Linked DNA regions of Mus musculus: region 1 is linked to region 2. The links are chromatin contacts, called in public Hi-C maps. All regions are on one chromosome and are shown on one strand. The core of a region is the stretch at or near the end of the contact, and the rest is flanking DNA. Distances in the headings are between cores, read along the strand shown. Region 1 overlaps Creb3l2 (cAMP responsive element binding protein 3-like 2). Region 2 overlaps Dgki (diacylglycerol kinase, iota).

Region 1 (4,460 bases), core at 943-3,442, 300 kb before region 2:
TGTCACCAAGTGCTACTCCACTCCACCTCCTAGAATCATTCAACACTGTGGATGGATTTCAACCATCATCTTGCTTATCCTTTCTATGTAAATATAATAGATACTGTCTAGCACCTCAGGGTCAAAGGGCAGAACTCTGGTTATTCTGTGGAGGCTGAAAATAGCAGAACCCCAGCAGGGGCCTCTTGGATGGAATCTTCTCTCCATGAAGAGTGAAGAGTTTTTTACCCTGTGACTCACCAGAACAGCTTTGTTTATTCTTTAAGCTTGCACCTCAAGCGCGCGCGCACACGCGCGCACACACACACACACACACACACACGCAGCCCTCTGGTTTTCCTCCTGACGAGGTTGCATGTCTGTGTGATATCTCTGGCTGGTGTGAAAGTCATGATGTTTTTCCACTCTGCAAAGGTCCTCTTTGTTTGACTAGCCATGAAGACCTCTCCTTTACTTGGTTGTCTGGCTGCCTGCTGTTTGTTGAGCTAGTTTGCATCAACAGTTGCCTAGACACCATGTGAAGACAGGCTTGGGTAAAGACTTTTCCTTTTTTCCCTTCCTTCTTTTCTTCCTTTCTTCCATTCTTTCTTTCTATCACAGGTGCATTCTGATTAAGATTGGTGTTATAAATAGATCACTGTATATATCCTGGCCTTAAGGTACATGGAAGTCAAACCAGAACCCCATACATGGGGTTACCTCCATGTGCCTGTAGTCAACAATCCAGGATGGTCATAGATGACCCAAACCTTCCTCTTCCACAACTTCCCTCCATGGAGACTCTGTGTTGTAAATTGCTGGCCCTTTTTAAAGAACATTAGCAAAACCAACAGAAAAATTTCAGACACCATTATTCATCTGCCAGCTACTCGGAGCTCAGCCAGGCTTGAGTGTGTGTGACGGGAGAAGGTGGGTGCCCCAAGTTGGTCATGATGCGGGAATGTGTTATATGGAGTGGCCATCAATCAGCCCAGTGATACGCAGGTTTTCAGCAGAGCAACACTAGGAGCTAATCCTCTTTTAAAAGCAGTTACAGTGACTTAGAGGGACAAACTCCCTAACCCTGAATTCTGTTACTTCCCAGGAAACAAATCATGATGGAGTCAAGAGACACCAGTGGGCACACCTTCAAAGTTCTTATTAAATGATTCAAGGATTCTTAAACTCCTGGGCAGGGAACTAAATGATTGTGGCCGGACCTGGGGTCAAAGGAGAAAGAGATGCCAGGAAAGGATAGTGTTGGTAAAGTCAGCAAATATTGACTAAGCACCTCCTACTCGCAGAATTTCCCTTATAGGTGGGGTAGGGTCACTGTCAAACAGTCAACAAAGTAGGAGTCAGATAATAAAGTCCAGAACAGATAAATGTTAATTTCAGATAATGACAAGAGCAAATGTGGATGATAAAACGGTTTTGTGACCCCAGGGTAGGCATAGGCACCGACTTCTGGAGCTGGCTTTTGATATGGGCTGCTGGGGGCCTGGGAGGGGTTTGGAATCAACAGCCAGGAGATGGGGAAGGAGGTGCATCATGGAAGAGATAGAAATCCAGACGCAGAGGATGTGCAGGGCTTAGACAACAAACTATGTCCAAGTTTCCCAGATGGTCTTAATTGCCTTTGGGGGGGGGGACGCCTAGCAGGGTATTAGTCACAGAAATGACAATAAGGATATGTAGATTTTCCCTGTAATCGCTTCTTGCTATTTGCAAAATAGCAAGTCCCACAAAGTCATTGAACTATCTAATAGCAGAGGAGAGAAATGTGAAGATTCTCATAAGCCTCTCATGCCAGCATTTTTATCAGCCAGTTGATACATAGTCTTAATAGTGTGTGCATCTGTTTAGGGACACCTCATTCAATGAGTTCTGCTGGCTTGTTTACACTGGACTACGGTCCAGAGCACCATACCTTGTTTGGATGGCACTTATCTAGCCTAAGGATGGTTTCTGTGAGGCACGTCATCATCTCCTTGCTTTGGGGAGCAAAGGCACCTCACAACTGTGCCTGGAGCTGCTTCAAACAGCAGACTGACTCATCGACAGTGCACAGATGTGTAAACACGACACTGAACAGACCCCGCAGAGGACACCGTTTCCGGTGTGAGGATGGAGTCAGGCTGCTGGCACCCGGAGCCTGAGCAGCAGTGACCTCAGTTTTCCGTGCTTTGCACAGACTCGCAAGAGACTCCCACTGGGAGGGGGGGTGGCAAGTAAACCCTAGCAAGCAAATGAGTCACAAATACGGAGTCTGTGGGTAGTACAGTGTGTCCCACTGTCCTCCTGACTGGTGCTACATGGTTGACAGTATGGTAAGTGGCTTGCCATGAATGCAGCTCTATTCACAGAGCCAACTCTTGAAAGCCCGAGGAGGAGGTAGCTGAAAAGGCCGAGGTAGGTAAGAAACAGCCCCATATGTCTTAGGAAGGTTGAGGGCAGTCATTTGCCTTTCACTTAGGAGGGAGCTTCATGTGCTGTGGACTAGCTGCCCAGAAAACAGTGCAGCTATAAGCTGACTGGAATCATACCTGCCTCTACCTAAAATAATTGGCAAGTATTTTGCCCACTGTCCTGGATAGTGAGTCTTGCCCCTTTCTTTGCTCACTATCATTTGGTAAGAATAGATGTACATGAAAATCGTAGCTCATGTTGCCCACTCGACACAGACAGACATGGTTCTCTATGTACTTATTTCAAAATTGTACGTGCTCATGATGTTCATGCTGCACCCATGCCTTCAACATGAAGGATGAATTAATTAGCTGTGAACTCTAACTTTTCACGGAAGGATGGTCTCGTGGGAAAATGTGGTTCTTACACTCAGGGAAATAGATGCTCATTTTCTGTCTCTGCCCCTCTCTGAGCTGCACAATTTTGGGCCCATTGTAGATCTTTTCTGGGCTCACACTTTCTCATTGGTAAACTGACTAACTAATATGTCTGTTGTAAAGATTTATTAAAATAATATATTTAGCCATTTTCCTCGTCATGCTTCCGTGGCTAGGCCTTAGTGGACAGCTAGCTCTTCGGTGGCTTCCTAGATAAAATGAATGAATCATCGTGTAGACAGCGACCTTTGTCTCCCAGCTGCTCTGCCTGGAGAGGATCACTCCCAATCGAACCGTTATCACATCGTCCGTGTACCCTGGCTTCTGCATCAGTAAACACCTTAGCCTGATGTCACTATTGACTTTCTTCCTTTTAAACACAAATGTTCTAGAGTACACACAGAGGAAGATTCCCTTAGATTCTTTTCCCCTCTAATCTTGAGGGAGATGTTGCCAGGTTTTCTGTGTCCCCTGGTGAGTCAGGGGCTCAGGAACACTCACTTGGTATGACAGACAAATATGAAAGGGATGGACAGCTACTGGTCTAGTGTGGTACCTGTCACATCAAGGGAAAAGTACAGTACCAGGAATGGCTTGAACCACAGGATCCCGACCAGTAGCCAAGTCTTGGAGGTACTCGACAAGGGATATAAAGATTCCCCATTTTATGATAATTTCGCAATTACATGATACTATATGGTTCTTTATACCTAATAAGGACATTTTACAGAATTTATACTTGATTTTAAAACTCTATTTATCATACTGTGGATTGGGCCCAGGGCCATGGGTATGCTAGGTAAGTTCTCTGTTACTGAGCTTCATTCTCAACCCAGGAGATTCTTTTAAAAGACTCTATGTGAAGTTAGCAGGTGAACCCAGCTACCAGAGAGCGTCATAAGGTCAGCCTGACAATGGCAAAGACCACAGGTCGCCGTCTCATGCTAAGTGGCTCTGTCTCGCTGAACTTTGATAGCTGCTATCTGGAGGAGAGAAATTTGTTTGTGTTGCCTTGACTTTTGAGATAACCTGGGTCCTTGATGGTCTCTGGACCCTGAGGTGAGCTGACTCATTGTTCAGCTATGGGGAGGAAAGGGAATTTTTATGGACTTGATTGGGTCTCTTTTCCATGTTATGTGACAGTCCTACCACATCTCCCATTATAGTTGTTTGTCCTGTTATATCTCACACTTATGTAGACATATGCAATGTCCCATGTTTGCTCTGATTGCTGTAATTTCTCTAATGACCATCTGTTGTTTTGTGTATACCACAGAACAAAGGCAATGCGATGCACCGAGCACACACCTAGGATCGGGTAGTCTCAAGCAATGGACGGGATGAGAAAGAAGTTATTGTAATGAAGCTACTTTTCAGCAGTTCACTAGCATTCATGCTGTCATAATCAATTCAGTAGAAAGATTCAAACTAGAAAACCCATGTGTTGAGCCAAGCACACTTTTAAACAGCTGAGAAAGCATTCTGAAGGTTTAATACTTGCCTTGATTAAGGCTAACTAACATTCTGTTTCCTTCTGGTAGTCGCAACAGGTATCTGCTAGCGGGAGCCAAGTAGGGACACCAAAACTGTAACACATCTATTTTATTTTAGCCTTAAAGAGTTAGAGAGTTGGAG
Region 2 (4,228 bases), core at 777-3,276:
TGTGGGCTCTTTGATAATCTCTGTTATTATGAGTTTTTGTGCTCAAAATAGGTTTGGTGTAATATTTATTATAATATTTAATATTTATTTGGTAATATTTAGTTTATTAATATATATATGTATGCATATATGTATATTTATGTGTATGATGCTAGGTTCAAAACAGCTGTGTCTTAGCATGAAAAATAACAGCTAACCCATTAAATGATTTGTTATGTGGTTCCAATTCATCACCTAAGGGAGGCAAGCACTGGTTTGAAGAAGAGCCTGTTGAAGAAAGTAACTGTTTACAGTCTTTAGAAAGTTTAAGATCCTCACACACTACATGCTGCATTTGCTGCTGTGGTAGTTACTACCATCCAACAGAATTATCCCGGCAGGCAGCTCTTGCTCAGGCCTGTCCTTGTAGAGGCCTCTGCACATCCCTAGGCGATGCTGGCAGGAGTGACATCAGAAGCCCATACGGTCATCTCTCTACGTGCACCATGTTCGAGTGTTTAATCATTGGAGATAACATAGACCCCAGAAAGCTTTTCTCTGTGAATTTAAACGCGTGCCCAAAATCAAGGCTAAATTTGATGGCACTTAGGAGCCAGACACATTGGGTGTGCTGTGCCCTAATGGGGCGATCTTGGACCGGTCACTGGCTGCGTGTGGGTTTTCTTACCTGTGAAGCAGGGATAGATAAGGGCTATCCCTACTTCACAAGGCTGTAAAGGTTAAGTGAATGACCATCTGTGATGTGCCTGTCAGGGCATAGAGCAAGACCTGTATTCTAACCAGTGGCCCACGCTGTCCTTGTTGCTAGTGGTTTGTTATTGTTGCTTCCTGGGTGTGAATCCCGACTTGTAATCTCGCTCCTGAAGATTTGGGTAGAAACCCAAATAGCACCGACGAGATTTGTGCCTAGAACAGAAGCTTAAAGCAACCAGTCATGGAGATGCAGCCTCCGAGAGTATGGGTGGAATGCTTGTTTTGTACATAAGAATATTGACTCTGTCCCTCAAGAGTGAAGTTGGAATGTGTGAAAAAGTTTGAAAACGTAAGGACAGTGCTTGCGTTGTTCAGGCGTAGCACTTAAAACTGGTGTAACAGACTAAAGACCTTGGTTTATGTTATAAGCCCTCTTTGTAACAGGTATTGCTGTTATATTGCGAAGAAGCCTGTCTAGGCCACTGGTGTGCCTGTGGGTAGTTACCTTGACATGTTTAGGGGTTTTCAATTTGCTTAGTAACAGAAGCACTTACAATTTTGCTTAATTTAAGGAGTCTCGCGTTCATTCCAGGGAAGTCTCCAGAACAGCTTGCTAACACTTCTCTCCTGTATTTTGAATTGAATGTTGTAGAAATCCGCTCTCAGGAGGAAGTGTGCCGTCTGCAAAATCGTGGTCCACACAGCCTGCATTGAGCAACTAGAGAAGGTAAGCGAGCGCCACCTGCTGGCGAGTGTGTTGGCTTCGGTCACTTACCAAGATCTGGTGTCAATGTCTAACTTTTTAAAAAACAAAACCAAAAATTGTTGAGTTCAGGATGACTTACCAGAATAACAATGAAAAGACAATATATAAAGGTCAGCCATGGTCTTGTTTTCCTGGGTTTAATTTGATATTATGTTGCATTGAACTTTGGGAAAGCTTGGCAACACTTACAATAAGCCTTTTAAGATTGTAGCTTCCATATGTTTCTCTCGGTGAGTTCACATATTCCTAAAGGAGCTCGAAGGGAGAGTTAGCCAAGCCAGCCGAAAGCAGCTCCCAGATGCTGCTGCAGACCTCACGGGCAGCAGTTTTTGCTGGTGCAGCATGAAATGTGTGGCTAAGCCAGGAGTGGCATCCCAAGGGTGGTGTCTTGTCTCCAGAAGTGGATTCTGAACTGTCTATTCATTTACCATCTGGGGGGAAGGGCAGAGCTCTGCGAGAGAGCTGCTTGCTGCTCTCATTTATAATTCCTCCTCCGTGTCCAGGCGAGACACTGAGTGGGATCTATATTCGTGCGCTGCCCTTGGCAATCACGGTGGGACTATTTTAGCTTTGTACAATGTTTGCTTAGCTTCGCCAGCACCTCCAGCTGCTGTCAACCTATATCTCACAGCCATGCCTAACACTTGGACTAGATTTTTCTCGTCTGCACTCTACTTCACTTTATACAGGAGCAAAAGAGCTCACGAGGACACTTCTCATCCACAGAGCAAGGCAGTGCTGAGTCCTTTTACAGGGAATATCTGTGCGTGTGTTTGAATGGTTATCACAGCAGTTAGGACTTCTCAGGTTTATATTTTCTACTTTAAAAAAAAAAGCAAAAAAAAAAAAAAAAAAAACCCAACTTACCCGGATGACTTCAGCTGCCATGTACTTTACCTGTGACTTTGGTCTCCATTTTTCCAGATTCATGGGCTAAGAACGTTTTTGTTTGTTTGTTTGAAGTTAGACTGCATGGATGAGAATGCAGGACTGCCGACTGGAGGTGTGAAATGGCACTGTACCTCTGTGGATCGTCTAGTGAGATGCTTCGGGAGAGTAGGAGCAGGCTAGAACGGATTCCTTATTCTTCCTGGGCTTGGTTTATAGCCTTCATGTCTACCACTATTGGTTGCTTTCTGGTCTCAGGTAGCTCTCTTCAACCTGTTGCTCGTCACTAACATTAACATACTTTTCTCTTCAAATGGCAGATTAATTTCAGATGTAAACCAACATTTCGGGAAGGAGGCTCCAGATCGCCAAGAGAAGTGAGTTTTGTGAGTTGTTTCAGAGAGCACCTTGAACTCTCCTAGGTTCACCGAATCTCCCAGGGATTCACCTAGGATTGACAAATGAGGTCTGTCTCCCCTCATTATACAGCAGTTTCTTCTTAATGTGTCAATAAGGACAAAGAGTCTCCAAGATTCTTCGGTATACTGTACTTTATTCTGTCAGTGGAGTGGGTTTGGGAGCCAGAGTCTTAACGCATGAAATGGAAAAGTGGGGTTGGGGGAGTTCCCCATTATTCTAGACAGTTTAGAACTAGGGTCTGAGTTGTACTCTCTAGTCCACAAAAGGAGGATGAGGAAAAGGAGGGAGGGAGGGAGGGAGGGGGGGAGGGAGGGAGAGAGGGAGAGGGGGAAGAGGAGGAGGAGGAAGAGAAGGAGGGAGGGAGGGAGGGAGAGAGAGAGAGAGAGAGAGAGAGAGAGAGAGAGAGAGAGAGAGAGAGAGCCAGATAATGGGCTTTCTGAGAGATGTGGGCACTGATTGAATCTTTTAGGACTCTTCTAGGGCAAAGGGTGCGATGTGAGATACAGGGAGACAACCATTTAGACAGAAACAGCAGCAGCACATAAGCCTAGGTGAGAGCTTAGTAAGATGCATTACTTGGGAGGAGAGTTAGAGCTAGACAGTGGAAGTCAGGCTTCCACTTCCTTGGACGCAGGCTGGAAGTCATCAGGGATTTGCAGGTTCGCACTGCGCTATCTAAGTAGAATATATTATGCTGCCTGCAGTGTGGAGGGAACATCATGAGGGTCGATGCTGTTGGGGACATAGAGACAATTAGAGCAGCTCTTGCCATAGAGGTTAAGAAATAATTGTGTCTGAGCTGAGAGAAACATGCTTGCTAAGATGAGTTTACAGGTGTAAAGTTGGCAAGAATTAGTGAAGGATTTTGGGTGTGTGGGGAGTTATCCTTATAAATCAAGCTTCCATTGAGCAAAACTGATTCATTGTTGTAAGAAGGTTATTTGAGGAATGAATCTGATGTGAAGATGCAGAATATTTGATCACATTGTGAACCCTAAGATTGTGGACTGGTTGTGGTATGGCTCAGCTACCACAAACCTTTTATCCAAGAGTTGTCTGTTTATTGTAAACAGGTTGTTGTGGTGTGGTCAGCCCTAGCACACAGCTTTGCTTTGCTCTTCTCTCCCCTCCCCTCCCCTCCTCTCCCCTTTCCTTTCCTTTTCTGTTTTTTTGGGTTTTGTTTTGTTTTTTGTTTTTTTTCGAGGCAGGGTTTCTCTGTGTAGCCCTGACTGTCCTGAAACTCACTCTGTAGACCACACTGGCCTTGAACTCAGAAATCCACCTGCCTCTGCCTCTCAAGTGCTAGGATTAAAGTTGAGTGCCACCACTGCCCTCACACACAGCTTTAATGCAAAAATCTTTTTGTAAATGGATTAAATAAAGGCCAGATAGATAAAGAGGCAGAGCAAGCAACCAGTTGACAGGGAAAGAACATAAGAAAACCCAGGAAAGGGAAAGGAG

What was found. Hi-C and Micro-C count contacts between places; a contact is called where the count stands out from the background.
Region 1: a Hi-C map of cerebral cortex shows a contact between it and region 2, with 2.1 times the contacts expected there. The contact joins two enhancer-like sites. A contact is called at or near these places in 1 of 484 Hi-C or Micro-C datasets (cerebral cortex) and 6 of 115 datasets of contacts at active chromatin or transcription factors (differentiating embryonic stem cells, embryonic stem cells, epiblast stem cells and 2 more).

What each region holds. Positions count from the first base shown.
Region 1 is chr6:37,396,828-37,401,287 of GRCm38.p6, reverse strand. The region is part of intron 1 of Creb3l2 (cAMP responsive element binding protein 3-like 2); the gene reads left to right. Among named protein-coding and RNA genes, the nearest start is that of Gm33275, 19 kb to the left of the region's middle. Within about 2 kb of position 2,192, at least 85 of the 459 cell types and tissues checked have an H3K27ac peak or open chromatin away from gene starts, as enhancers often do. A contact at or near this core is called in cerebral cortex, where this site is marked.
Region 2 is chr6:37,094,744-37,098,971 of GRCm38.p6, reverse strand. It overlaps Dgki (diacylglycerol kinase, iota), which reads left to right. Exons shown (of 34, transcript NM_001081206.2): 4 at 1,346-1,420; 5 at 2,668-2,724. Among named protein-coding and RNA genes, the nearest start is that of Gm52857, 190 kb to the right of the region's middle. Within about 2 kb of position 2,026, at least 39 of the 459 cell types and tissues checked have an H3K27ac peak or open chromatin away from gene starts, as enhancers often do. A contact at or near this core is called in cerebral cortex, where this site is marked.